Regions from separate parts of the Anser cygnoides genome. Here region 1 is linked to region 2. The links are chromatin contacts, called in public Hi-C maps. All regions are on one chromosome and are shown on one strand. Each heading gives the region's core, a stretch centred on a gene start, on an enhancer-like site or on the middle of the called end of the contact. The rest is flanking DNA. Distances are from core to core; before and after follow the strand shown. Region 1 overlaps SCAMP4 (secretory carrier membrane protein 4). Region 2 overlaps TCF3 (transcription factor 3).

Evidence for each region. Hi-C and Micro-C count contacts between places; a contact is called where the count stands out from the background.
Region 1: a Hi-C map of liver shows a contact between it and region 2, with 2.4 times the contacts expected there. The contact joins two enhancer-like sites. A contact is called at or near these places in 2 of 7 Hi-C or Micro-C datasets (both in liver).

The regions. Positions count from the first base shown.
Region 1 is chr27:5,254,606-5,259,686 of Taihu_goose_T2T_genome, reverse strand. It overlaps SCAMP4 (secretory carrier membrane protein 4), which reads right to left. Exons shown (of 8, transcript XM_066983724.1): 8 at 2,171-5,081. Among named protein-coding and RNA genes, the nearest start is that of CSNK1G2, 4.1 kb to the left of the region's middle. Within about 2 kb of position 2,931, at least 2 of the 3 cell types and tissues checked have open chromatin away from gene starts, as enhancers often do. A contact at or near this core is called in liver, where this site is marked.
Region 2 is chr27:4,967,527-4,973,099 of Taihu_goose_T2T_genome, reverse strand. It overlaps TCF3 (transcription factor 3), which reads left to right. Exons shown (of 22, transcript XM_066984016.1): 4 at 3,563-3,636; 5 at 4,744-4,840. Among named protein-coding and RNA genes, the nearest start is that of TCF3, 37 kb to the left of the region's middle. Within about 2 kb of position 3,884, at least 1 of the 3 cell types and tissues checked has open chromatin away from gene starts, as enhancers often do. A contact at or near this core is called in liver, where this site is marked.

The sequences.
Region 1 (5,081 bases), core at 1,682-4,181, 290 kb before region 2:
TTCCCCTCTGCGTCCCTTTTGGTGACACCCTGCGAGCAGTCACACGCAGCTCTGCCCAGCACGGCCCCGCTTCACCTCGTCACCCCGCGGGGCTGCGACGCAGCGGGCGCAGCGGTGCTGACGGGCCCTGGCACCATTCAGCACACGGTGCGTGTGTCGAGAGCAGCCTGGGCTCGGCCCCGAGGCAGGAGCTGAGCGTGGGGTGATGTTGATGGGTTCCCAGCCTGCTACGGCCCCGGCCTGTGATCCTACAGAGTCTGGGGGCTTTTAACACTGCATCCCGCTGCGCTGGGGGGGGAAGGGAAAGGGGGGAAAAAGGTGATTTCATGTAGGAGACTACATGAGTTGTCCAGACATTTGGCTTGATAATTTATCCATCCTCTGGGTCAGGAGACAAGAAAGTAAAGAGTTCTGATTTTATTTAAAGTTGGATCTCCAGCATGCCGTAACTTGGCAGGGAATACATGGTGTGCCAGGTGTGGGCTGCAGAGACCTCTACAACTCATGCTATGGAACCGGCTCAGCACAGCGAGTTAGTGAGAAAAGCCAGGGAATTTCTGTTGGGAAAGCATCCAGCTCTGAACCCTGCCCTCCTCCCCAGGGCACGAGTTAATTAGGGCTAATTCGCAAGCAGGCAACACAAAAAAAACGACTGCTGTAACTCATACAGAGGAAAAAGCTGCTCGGAGCAGGCAGTGTAGTGTTTCTGCTGAAGCATTTGCATTCAGGGCCCGGGAAATGGCACCAAAGTGATAGAAATCCACTAAGAATCGGCCAAGAAAAAAAAAGAAAAGAAAAGAAGAAAGAGCGAGGCCACTCACAGCATCCCATCCCACACAGCCACAGGGCTCCAGCCGGAGGAGCAGGAGCGCAAAGGGAAGAGCCCCCACCCCAATGTGGGGGTCCGTGGGACTTTTGGGGAGCTCTTTTTGTGGGGCCAAGCTTGGCGGCGCAGCCACTGCCCCATCCCCACTGAACCTTGCCCCCTGCTCCTGCCAAGCCCCTGAGCTCCGGCTCTCGTCCAAGGTGTGCGGCGGAGGAAAACCCAAGCACCAGGGACCTGCCCCGCTCGTGGCAGCAGCAGGAGCTCAAACCTGCACCTCCTGCAAAGATTTTGAGGGCTTGGAGCAAGAATCTGAGTAAAAGCTGTTTCATCCTCATACTCACCATGTGATGGATGCAGCAGCAAGCAGCTGCTGGAAATCCCTGATTTCACACTTCCATAACACAGCCAGGAGCAGAGAGACGGACATTCAGGGTGCAGACAACCAGCAGCCCCCTAAATGCTATTTAATACCTAAACCAGTGCCTGGGGCTTTCCGTCTGACCCTGCTGCCTCACTGAATCGTGCTCAGGCCAATACATCAAAGCTGCCATCGACTTTCTGAGAGCCCAGCGCAGCCCGGCTGCGGGCAGAGCCGGCAGTATTTGCAGGAGGTGATGCCAACCTGCCCCATGCATGCTTGGAGCAAAACAGCTCAGGGAAAAGGTGCTGCTGTGAGACTTTTGTGAACATGAGGACTATGCAGTCTCCTGCCAGCGAAGGTGAGATGCTAATGGCTGCAGAGGGGGCACAAGGCTTTGGAGATGAAGAAAACATTGAGATTAGCAGATGTGGGATCGAGCAGCTGAGATGAAAACAGCTCTTCTAGGATTACGAATCCGCTATGGAGCAGAGCTGGGGTATGAAGCCAGGATAGCATCATTTGGGGCAGTAAATCCAGCTGCACACTAAATAGAGTGATGCAACTCACCTTTGCTGTCAGACAGCCTGTTTGCCCCAGGAATGACGGGATCTTTCCAGGCAGCAAACCAGACAAGGCAGAGGCCAGCACTGCAAAGGGCCAATGTGAACGTGTGCTGCTAAGGAGAGGCCAGGAAGGAGGGTTCAACCCCGGCGCGCCCCATCACCTGCACTTCTCCATAGCTAAGAAATGAGAATAATGGTAACATCGGTGTAAAACACTTGTCAGGCATCTGCAAGAACACAAACTACAGCACGCCAACTCTTGTGGTGGTCCCCAGCAAGAGGGTGAGCCTCATCCATAAACGTGCTGTTCTTTTAAGGGAAAAAAAAAGTGGTGGGAGACTGGAAGAAAACAGAGATTTCGCCATTTCCCTCTGCCAGATAACTCTGGTTACCTAGGAACAGACACACTTCTCTAATGCAGCCAGTTCTTCTCATCAAGCACAGGATGAGCATTTATTGTCTTGTGATCAGAAGAAAAACACAAACAAAAACCAGAGCCCCACAAGTGACACGAAACATCGCACACGTACATGCCGCATGATGCCGAACGAAACCGGGAGCCAGGTCCAGGTTAATGGTGTTAAGGAGTCTTAGAAATCTAATGTAAACATTAAAAAACATACAGAGGAGTCGGAAAAAAAAAGCCACAGCAGTTCAGGCAACGTGTTGAGTCAACTTTCTGGAATTACGGTTTCTGGCATCTAAGAGGATGGAGGGGGGCGATGTGTTTGGAGATGGCAGCTCCCGTCCAGGGAGGTTTCATTTAAGCTCCTTAGAAATCTCAGGCAGTGTTTGCTAATGGATCATGATATTGGTGTCTGCCTCCAACCATTTTGGTTTGCAGGCTCCTAAGTACACACCCCTCACCGCATCAAGAAGGTTGGAAATGTGAGGATGGGTGCTTTAAAAGAGACCCCCGGGTTATCCAAGGGGAAAAAGAGAAGCCGGACTCAGGAGTCCCCTGGCAACGCTTCTCCTCTTGGTTCAATTGAAATCTCCAACCTGAAACACTAAAAAAAAGAAAGACTGCAATTTCTGCTGAAAAAAAATTTGGCAAAAGGCCGAGGATGGCAGGGGTCAGAGCCAGAGGAGAGCGTTCCACGGGCACCCCGCGTCTGGGCCCCCAAGCACGGCCACCCTCGAGTGCGGCCCCGCTCACCTCACCTCGCTCCCCCGTAGCGCAATCGTATTTCCAGGGAGTTCATCGACAGGCAGTTCTTTTATCACTCTCTGATGGCAAGCGACAAAGAACACTTAAAATTTCACTTGACACAAGACAAAGGCACCTAAAAGCTTGACAACACGACCGGGTCGTATTCTATTAAGAAGGCATCAAGCATTTGTACTTACAAGCACATTGCACACTCGCAAGAAAAAAAAAAAATCACCCTTGTGTTTGAAGCATGAGGCAGAGCCAGCAAAAGGCTGGCTCTGCAGCAGGGGGTCAGTGTTGCTTGTAAACTGAAGTTCGCGGAGGCTCTGACCTCCCATTAATGTTTGCTTTTGCTTTGGCCCTAGTAACAAAGGTGTCATGCAGACTCCAAGCTGTACTTCACTTAGTATTTACAGTATGACACGGGAAAAGTTAATAGAGTGAATGGGAAGTTTTGCCGGGGGGGTGGGGAAGGAAAAGTTCTCCTTCATGAACTAACATTTTATTAGATAAGGCACATGTAGAGACAGTTTTCAAAAGACCACTTGCAAATCAGTTCCACCTAGCAAGGACAACCTCCCTGTCCCTTTCCAGGAGCCAATTTTGCTTTCCAGTTATTTAGTGTGGACGTGGAGTGACTCCACTTCCAGTGTAACACCTCTGGCGTCACCTCCTACAACTGGCCAGGCTCTGGGCCTGACTCTCAGGGTGCCCCACACCTCTCAAGTCTCCAGACTGGAGCACTCTGCCCTTCACTGTCCGTTGAAATTCCCAGAGCTGCAAACATTGAACACTCAACTCCCTGTAAAAATATCGGGAACTGACCTCCCAGTTTTAACAGGTTTGAGAAAGTTCCTAGCAGGCTGTTGAAGGAAAGGAAAAGACTGCAGCCTTTGCTGCTTGGATCATTTTAGGACACAGGGGAATTGGATGGCTCAGGCTCCAGGAGTCCTGATGTACATGCATGAGATGAAGATGAGTGATGAGACTAATGCTAGCTCTCAGGGGAAACAACCCCTCCCAAGAGCGTTATCCTCTCTTCAGCTGATTCCTGGGGAAAGGCAAGAACCTCTCTCCCCCTGCTCGTACAGGGAAGGAAATCACTGCTGGCGACGCAGACACGTACCAGCTCTGCACAGCTAGCGTCAGCTACGAGGACTAACGAGCTTTCTGAGACAGCTCACTGCAGAACGGTTGGATTTTAACTGCGTCGGTAGAAGGCAGAATTCAATTTATCAGTTGTAATGGAATTACTCCCAAACCACACTGGGGCCCCAGCACTGAGATCAATAGTTAGCTGGCACCCAGCTACTGGCCAGGAGCCCAGAAAAAAAAAAGGTGTCCCAACAGGACAAGGCGTGTCCAGTACGGCATGTATTGGGTCAGCACAAAAATCCTGACGCCACGTACCTGGAATTTAGATGGCACAGAGATCTCGCGCTGCCTGCCTGGAAAGGGGTGAACGTCACCCAGGCAGCCAGGTCCAAAGCCCAACAGCAGTCAGCTTTTCAATAGTTTCCAGTGGGCTTTGAATCAGGCTTTTAGTGAGCAATCAGTAACAAAATGAGATGAATCTGCATCTCCGCAGCACACGGATCTAGCAAAAACTTTTGGAGGCAGGGAAAGCAAGACTTCTATCATAACAATAGTCCTAGCCAGGCAAATGAGGACTCTTGTGGACTTAGTATCTGAACAACGCTCACCCGCAGCAAGCGCTGTTATCTAAAGGATTCTTCACCCGAAAGCGCAAGCAAATGAAGCTGTAGATTTTACAAATACCTTCAATATCACTAGTACCAGGTAATTCAGGTGTTGCGTTTCCCTTAGAGTGAAAAATTCCAGATCATTCATCCGGGAGAGCAAACACCGGTTGCTACTAATGCTCTGATTGTGTTTGTTACAACTACAGACGATTTGGCGGTGCGCTGTGCATGTGATGAAAACTAAGCGGGGAGGCAGGAGAAGGAGCGATTCTGGTAGTGTTCACCGTCACGGGGAAGCCAGCCTTCTTCACATATGGTCATGAGAGCAGTCCTCAAGCAAGGGCAGTGAACGGTTGGTTCCTCAGTCTGCAACAAGGCAAATACTGGTAACAACACAAACAAACAAAAAAACCATCTTTCTGATAAGGCCGTGCAGAGCTCCCGAGGTGCCGTGGGCTGACAGCACACATCTTCT
Region 2 (5,573 bases), core at 2,635-5,134:
GAGCGTTTTCAGCGCTGCAGAGCTCAAAAGCTGGGATATGCCAGGATTACGCTTGCTGGTGCAAAAGCAATCCTGCTCCCTGCCACACGAGCTGGATACGATCTCAGCTGGGGCCTTGGCTTTATTTCTTGCCCAGGACCTTGTGCACGTTCGTGTGCAGGGAACCTGCTCTGGGGACGAGGCAGGGCTGGGGAGGGAGGGAGGTGCCCGCAGGTCCCCGTCCCGTTGCGGGGATGCTCAGGTAGGGAGCGCAGGAGGTGACGGCCTTGTCCTGCAGGCAGGTCCCTGAGCCAGGGGGGATTTTTTGGAGTCCCCCTCGAGGGGTTCGGGTGTGACTTTTGGAGGCTTGGTGTGCTCGCAGAGCTGGGGGAGCCCGACAGCTCTCCCTGCAGCACGTGAGCAGTGCCCGCAGGCAGGAAACTCAGCGGCAGTGCCCAAAGCACTCCCGATCTCCATCGGGATGGGGACAAGACGTGTGGCCTCGTCCCCTGGGCCGCTGTGACCAAAGGGTCCTGGTGAGAGGCTTGCACACCCTTGGGCGAGCACCTGGGGATGTGCTGGAGCTGCTGCAGCCTGTCCCAAACGCCGCCCTGGGCCCTTCTCAGCCCGGACGCCTCCGTTTCCTGCTCCTGCCCCTTCCTCCTCCTCTTCTTTGGGTCCAGCCCAGCTGCTTGGTGCCGTGGGGAAGGCTCCGGAGCACCAGGAGCGATGGGTGAGCGTCACAGGCTGGGGGAAGCGTGGCCGTGGGTGGTGGCGGCAGCAGCCTCGCAGCCTTGCGGGGTGTGGGCTGAGCCTCGGGTGGGTGATTTTCCAGAAGCACCTGCTTTTGGCCAGCCTTTGGGTTTTCACGGGTTTGGCAGAGGGCATTTGCTGCCGAGTCGTAGGTCTGATACAAAGGGTGGGGAGAGCAGGTCGGCACTACATTGGGGCGGTTGCCAGAAATGTAAGGTGGGCAGGGTGGTTTTTTAGTCCTGGCTTCATCCCAGAAACGCCTGAATTCTTAGAACAGCTCCAGGCTGAAAATGGGACGTGCCTGAAAAGGCACCTTTCGCCCCGGTTGCTATGGCTTGGGAAGATGTGAGACTCTTTTTTCGAGCTGTTTGGAAAGGCTCCGGTCCTCAGGCTGGCCCCGCCGCGCGGTGTGCCGGCACGGGCACGTTTGGAGGCTCCCGAGCCCGTTTTGTCTCTGCGCCTGCTGCTGGGCTGCGTGCCGCTGGCTTTGCTGGCCGGATGCGAGAGCGATAGCCTCAGCTCACCGCAGCCCCGTGGATGCCTGGAGGCACAAGGGCCCTTTCGGCTCCCCCCAGGCTTTGTCGGCACCGGAGCCTCTTGGAGCCTTCAGGCACCGAGCGGGCCCTTTGGTGCTCCCCCCTGTACTGAGCCCCCGCCTCCTCCCTCCTTCCCTGGGCAAGCCTGGCAGTGAATTTTGATTTTTTATTTTATTTTGTCATTATTATTATTATTATTGGGGATTTTGGCAAAAATTCGTCGCGGGCTTCCAGGCACCAGAGCCCCCCCCCCAAGGAGGCTGCCCCATTGAGCATCCCCCCCTGGGGCGGCTCCTCTTGGTTCGGGGGGGCTGGAGAAGGGCCGGGGGGGTCTCGCTGGCTGCAGCCACCGGGGCATGCCACCGTCCTTGTCCTTCCAGCACGAGGGGCTGAGTTTTTGCCAGGGGTGGCTGAGGCTGCGGTTGCTGCTTGCGTCGTCACCCCGACTGCCGGGATGCTCAAAAAGTACCCGGGAAAGCAAAGTGAATAGAAGGAGCCTTTCTGCCTCCCGATCTCCACTGGTGTTTGCGGGGTATGCAGATGAATTGCTTTAGAAAAACACATTAGCAAAGCAAAAGTTTATTCTAGGAAGTAGGAGGTGGGAGAATTGGCAGTAATTCTCCCTAGTATCCAAGGTATTATTAGAGGCTTATCCCTGCTCTGCACAGTAATCACATTGGAAATTTTTGATTAGAAAACAAAATCTAAATGAGAATTATGAATATTCATTAGGTGTAGAGATTAATATGCATAATTATGCAAATTAGACAGCAATTAAACACCAATTCTCTGGGGAAATGATTAACACAAAGGCACAGAAATAGAAGGATGTAATTTGAAAGAAGTTTCTGGTTAAATGAACAGTAAGGGGAGCGGAGGAGACAAATACGTGGCGTGTTTGCCATAATAATCAGCTTTGCTAAAATGCAGGCAGAGTGCGCCCTGAAACTGCCCAGCCCTCGCTGCTCCCCCAGTTCCTCCTGTCGGGGCCGCTCTGTTGGGAGCCCAATGTCCCGTAAATCCTGCCGGCACCCGGGCTGCTGGCACCCTGACGGAGCTGGCCGGGGCAGGGGGAGCCCACGGAGCCCCCGGCTTCGGGGATGGGGACGGGGTCCGTGCACAGTTTCAAGGCAGAGGCGGCTCCAACCCTCTTGTGGGCTCGGGGGCTCTCCCCAGCAGCCCCGCAGCCGACCCAGCTCTGGCCCACCAGGGTGAAAGCAGGTGGAGGAGGCACGGCCTCTGCCTCGTGCCGGTCTCCCGTGGCACCCGTGGGTGCAGGATCCTGTCCGCTCTGGCTTCGTGATGCCTCAGACGTGAGCCCTGGGTGCTAGCTCCCATCCACCGCACGCCGGGTTGGACATCCCACTGCTCGGCCGGGCCAGGGCTCCAGCCTCGCCTGCCAGGAGAAGTTTCCTCCGTGCAGTCGCGGCGCCCGATTTAACCGCGGAGCTCGGCTGCTGCGGCTCCCCGGGCGATTCTGTCCCGGTGGACGCCGGCCACCTCCCTCGGGCACCTCGTGTGCTGGTCGCCCAAGAGGCACAGCCTGGGCGGACCTGGCAGGCGATGAAAGGAGACGGTTTCCTACCGCAGCCTGCGAGCAGGCACGTTGCAAAACCCCTCCCGTTGGGCCGCTGCCATCCTGGGCTGAGTCACCTTTGCGCGGGACACGCTTCGGAGGGCTAAAAATTACCCGGGTGGGAGCAGGCTCTGGTCGGAGCCGCAGCGTCCGCGCACCTTCCTCTGCAGGAGCACGGGGCTTACATCAAAAGTAGCCTTGAACAAGCGTGAGCCCCAGGTAGCGGTGTGCCCCAGCACGTCACACCCGAGGCTCTTTCAGGCTTGTGTGCTCTTTTGATGGAGAACAGAGTTTTTTAGCCCATGATCCAGCAGTGGGCAAGTCTGCTTGCACGCTGCTCACAAGCAAAAATCGGGTCCCGTGGAGCACCGGGATGGGCGCGATCGGTTCTTAATTTGCAGCCCTGTTAAACATCAGGCTTCGGGGAGAGCAGGCTCCTCGGCACCGCGGGGTAACGCGGAGGTAAAATACTCGTTTCTCCTCTTCCCACTGCCCCGTGTTTTGAAGCCTTTCCAGGCTGCGGTGGGATCGGCTTTGAACTCCCAGCTGAAGTGGGAAGGTGGGGATGGAGAGGGGAGGATCGGTCACGCCAAGTGGAAGTGGTTTATTAATGAAAATATTGTTTTGTTTGTAGAAGGAAGAGTTAATTTTGCGAGAACACCTTTGAGGCTTTGCTGATAAAGCAAGAGTAACCTTTGTTCTTCCTGTTTTTCGGTAGGTTTGGATGAAAGACCGGGATCAGGTTCCTGGGGAACGGGAGATCAAAACAGCTCCACATTTGACCAAGGAAGGGTAAGGATAAAGCACAAACACCGAGCTCAAATGAAAATAAACTGGGGCTTTGCGATGGCCTCTCAGTGCGCACATTGTGCCCAGGTTGGCTCTAGCCCTGGAACAGCTTTTTTTGCCCCGTTTTGAGTGTTGTTTCTGTTACCAGAGGGGGCACCGCGGGCAGAGGGGCCCCGACCTCATCCCCGCAGGCTTTGCTGCTTTGAGGTGCCCCTGGAGAGGGCAAAAACCTCGCCCAGACCTGGAGCCTGCGGTCTTCCCTCTCCCCATGCTCGGGTTTGGGCATGGGGAGAAGAGGGCTCAGCGCGGCGGGGTTGGGGAGGGCCCCGAATGGGGCTGAGGATGGGGAGAACTGGGAGGATTTTGTCGGGAAGCAGCCGAGGCTGCAGCAGCACAGAACTGGGGCCTGAGGAGGGGAAGAGAGAAAAGACATTAACTTAATTGAAATGGTGTTTTTTTGACAGATGCTCATGTTTTAATGGGTTTGTGTGATTCGTTTTCGCAATGACACCGTTCCCTTCCCTTAGGTCAGTGGCAGAGCAGGCGCTGTATCATTTCTCATTTTTATAGACCTCCTCCTCTCCCCCTCTGCCCCCCCGGCTTGGGGGGGTTCTGGGGCTCTCTGCCTCTCACCTGGCGGGTGCTGAGCCGCTGAGCAAAGGCAGAAACTGTTCAGGAGCCACCAGCATGGGGCAAAGCCTCCCTGTGTCCCTGCCTTGGTGCCACGTCCCCTCCAAACGCTGCAGCTGCGCTGCCCGCTCCCCGCCGCGAGGGTGGGATCGTTTCTGTGCCCTGCTCGCGAGCTGCCTTTGACTTTGACCCTTCGCGCTGCGAGAGGCACTGCGCCCCAACAGCCCGGCCTCTCCAGTTTGTGCGGTGCGCTGATGCGACTTGGGGGCTGATTGGGGTTTTTTGGTCTCTCCAGGGACTGCCCATACAGTAGCAGCTCGGGTCTTTTTCCTTCCTCCCCCCCCGGCATCAGGTCGTGCAGCACCAGGCAGCGTCGCGCCGCGTTAGGTCGGGCACGCGTGTAGGTCGATACCCACGCACGCCTTGCGTGTTTGGCTCAGCGTCCCCGGGCACCCGCTGATCATGTCCGTGTTGCTTCAGCAGAGCTATGGTGAAGGCCCCCACTACGGCGAGCACAGGGACCTGCCGTCGCACAACAGCATATCTTCATCACCATTCCTGGGACCTGGACTAGTGGGTAAGTGCCTTCCGCTGCCCCGTAGGGGTGGGATTAAACCGGGGCGATCTAACAGGGAGCGGTACGTGCTTACCGGGAGCGTTTGCGCTGCCCAGCGCTCCTGCTTCCCCCATCGCACCCGCTCCAGAAGGGGCTATCGGAGCTGTGGTTAAAGGGGCTGCTGGCCAGAGGGTCTCGTCAGTGCCTGATGTGCGCGGCAGCCTCTGGATTTTATGTGCGTGATTATTTTTCCCTGTTCTGCAGTAGCACCCGAGGGCGATAACAGAGATTGATGCCTGCTGCGCTGGCACGGGAAGGGCTGAGTTTGCTCTCAAGGAGCTGGTAATCAGGGGTGGAAAGGCATGCGGGGGGGGAATAGACGCAGCCCATGCTTAAGGTCTTGCAACAGGCTCGTGGTGGCGGGATGCTCTGCCTTCCAGCCTTGCTGCCATGGGCAGAGAGCCAGGGTGCTCCTTCCTTGAGGCACTGGGGTTCGGGGGGGGCTCTTTTTGTGTCCTGCTCGGGCAGAGCCCTCTGCAGGGCTCCTCCATCCCTCATCCAGCTCCTCAGCTCCTTGTGCCGGGCAAAACAAGGGACAGCACGCCTCGCTGTGCCAGGGACCGTGATCCTGCGGGACTGGGGTGCGTGCCACGATGTACCCGGTTCCCTCTCCCAGCTTGGGGGTGGAAGGAGAGAGATTAAGAGCAGAAAATAGCCATCTTGAAGGTCTTAGAGAGCTCTAATGACATTAGGC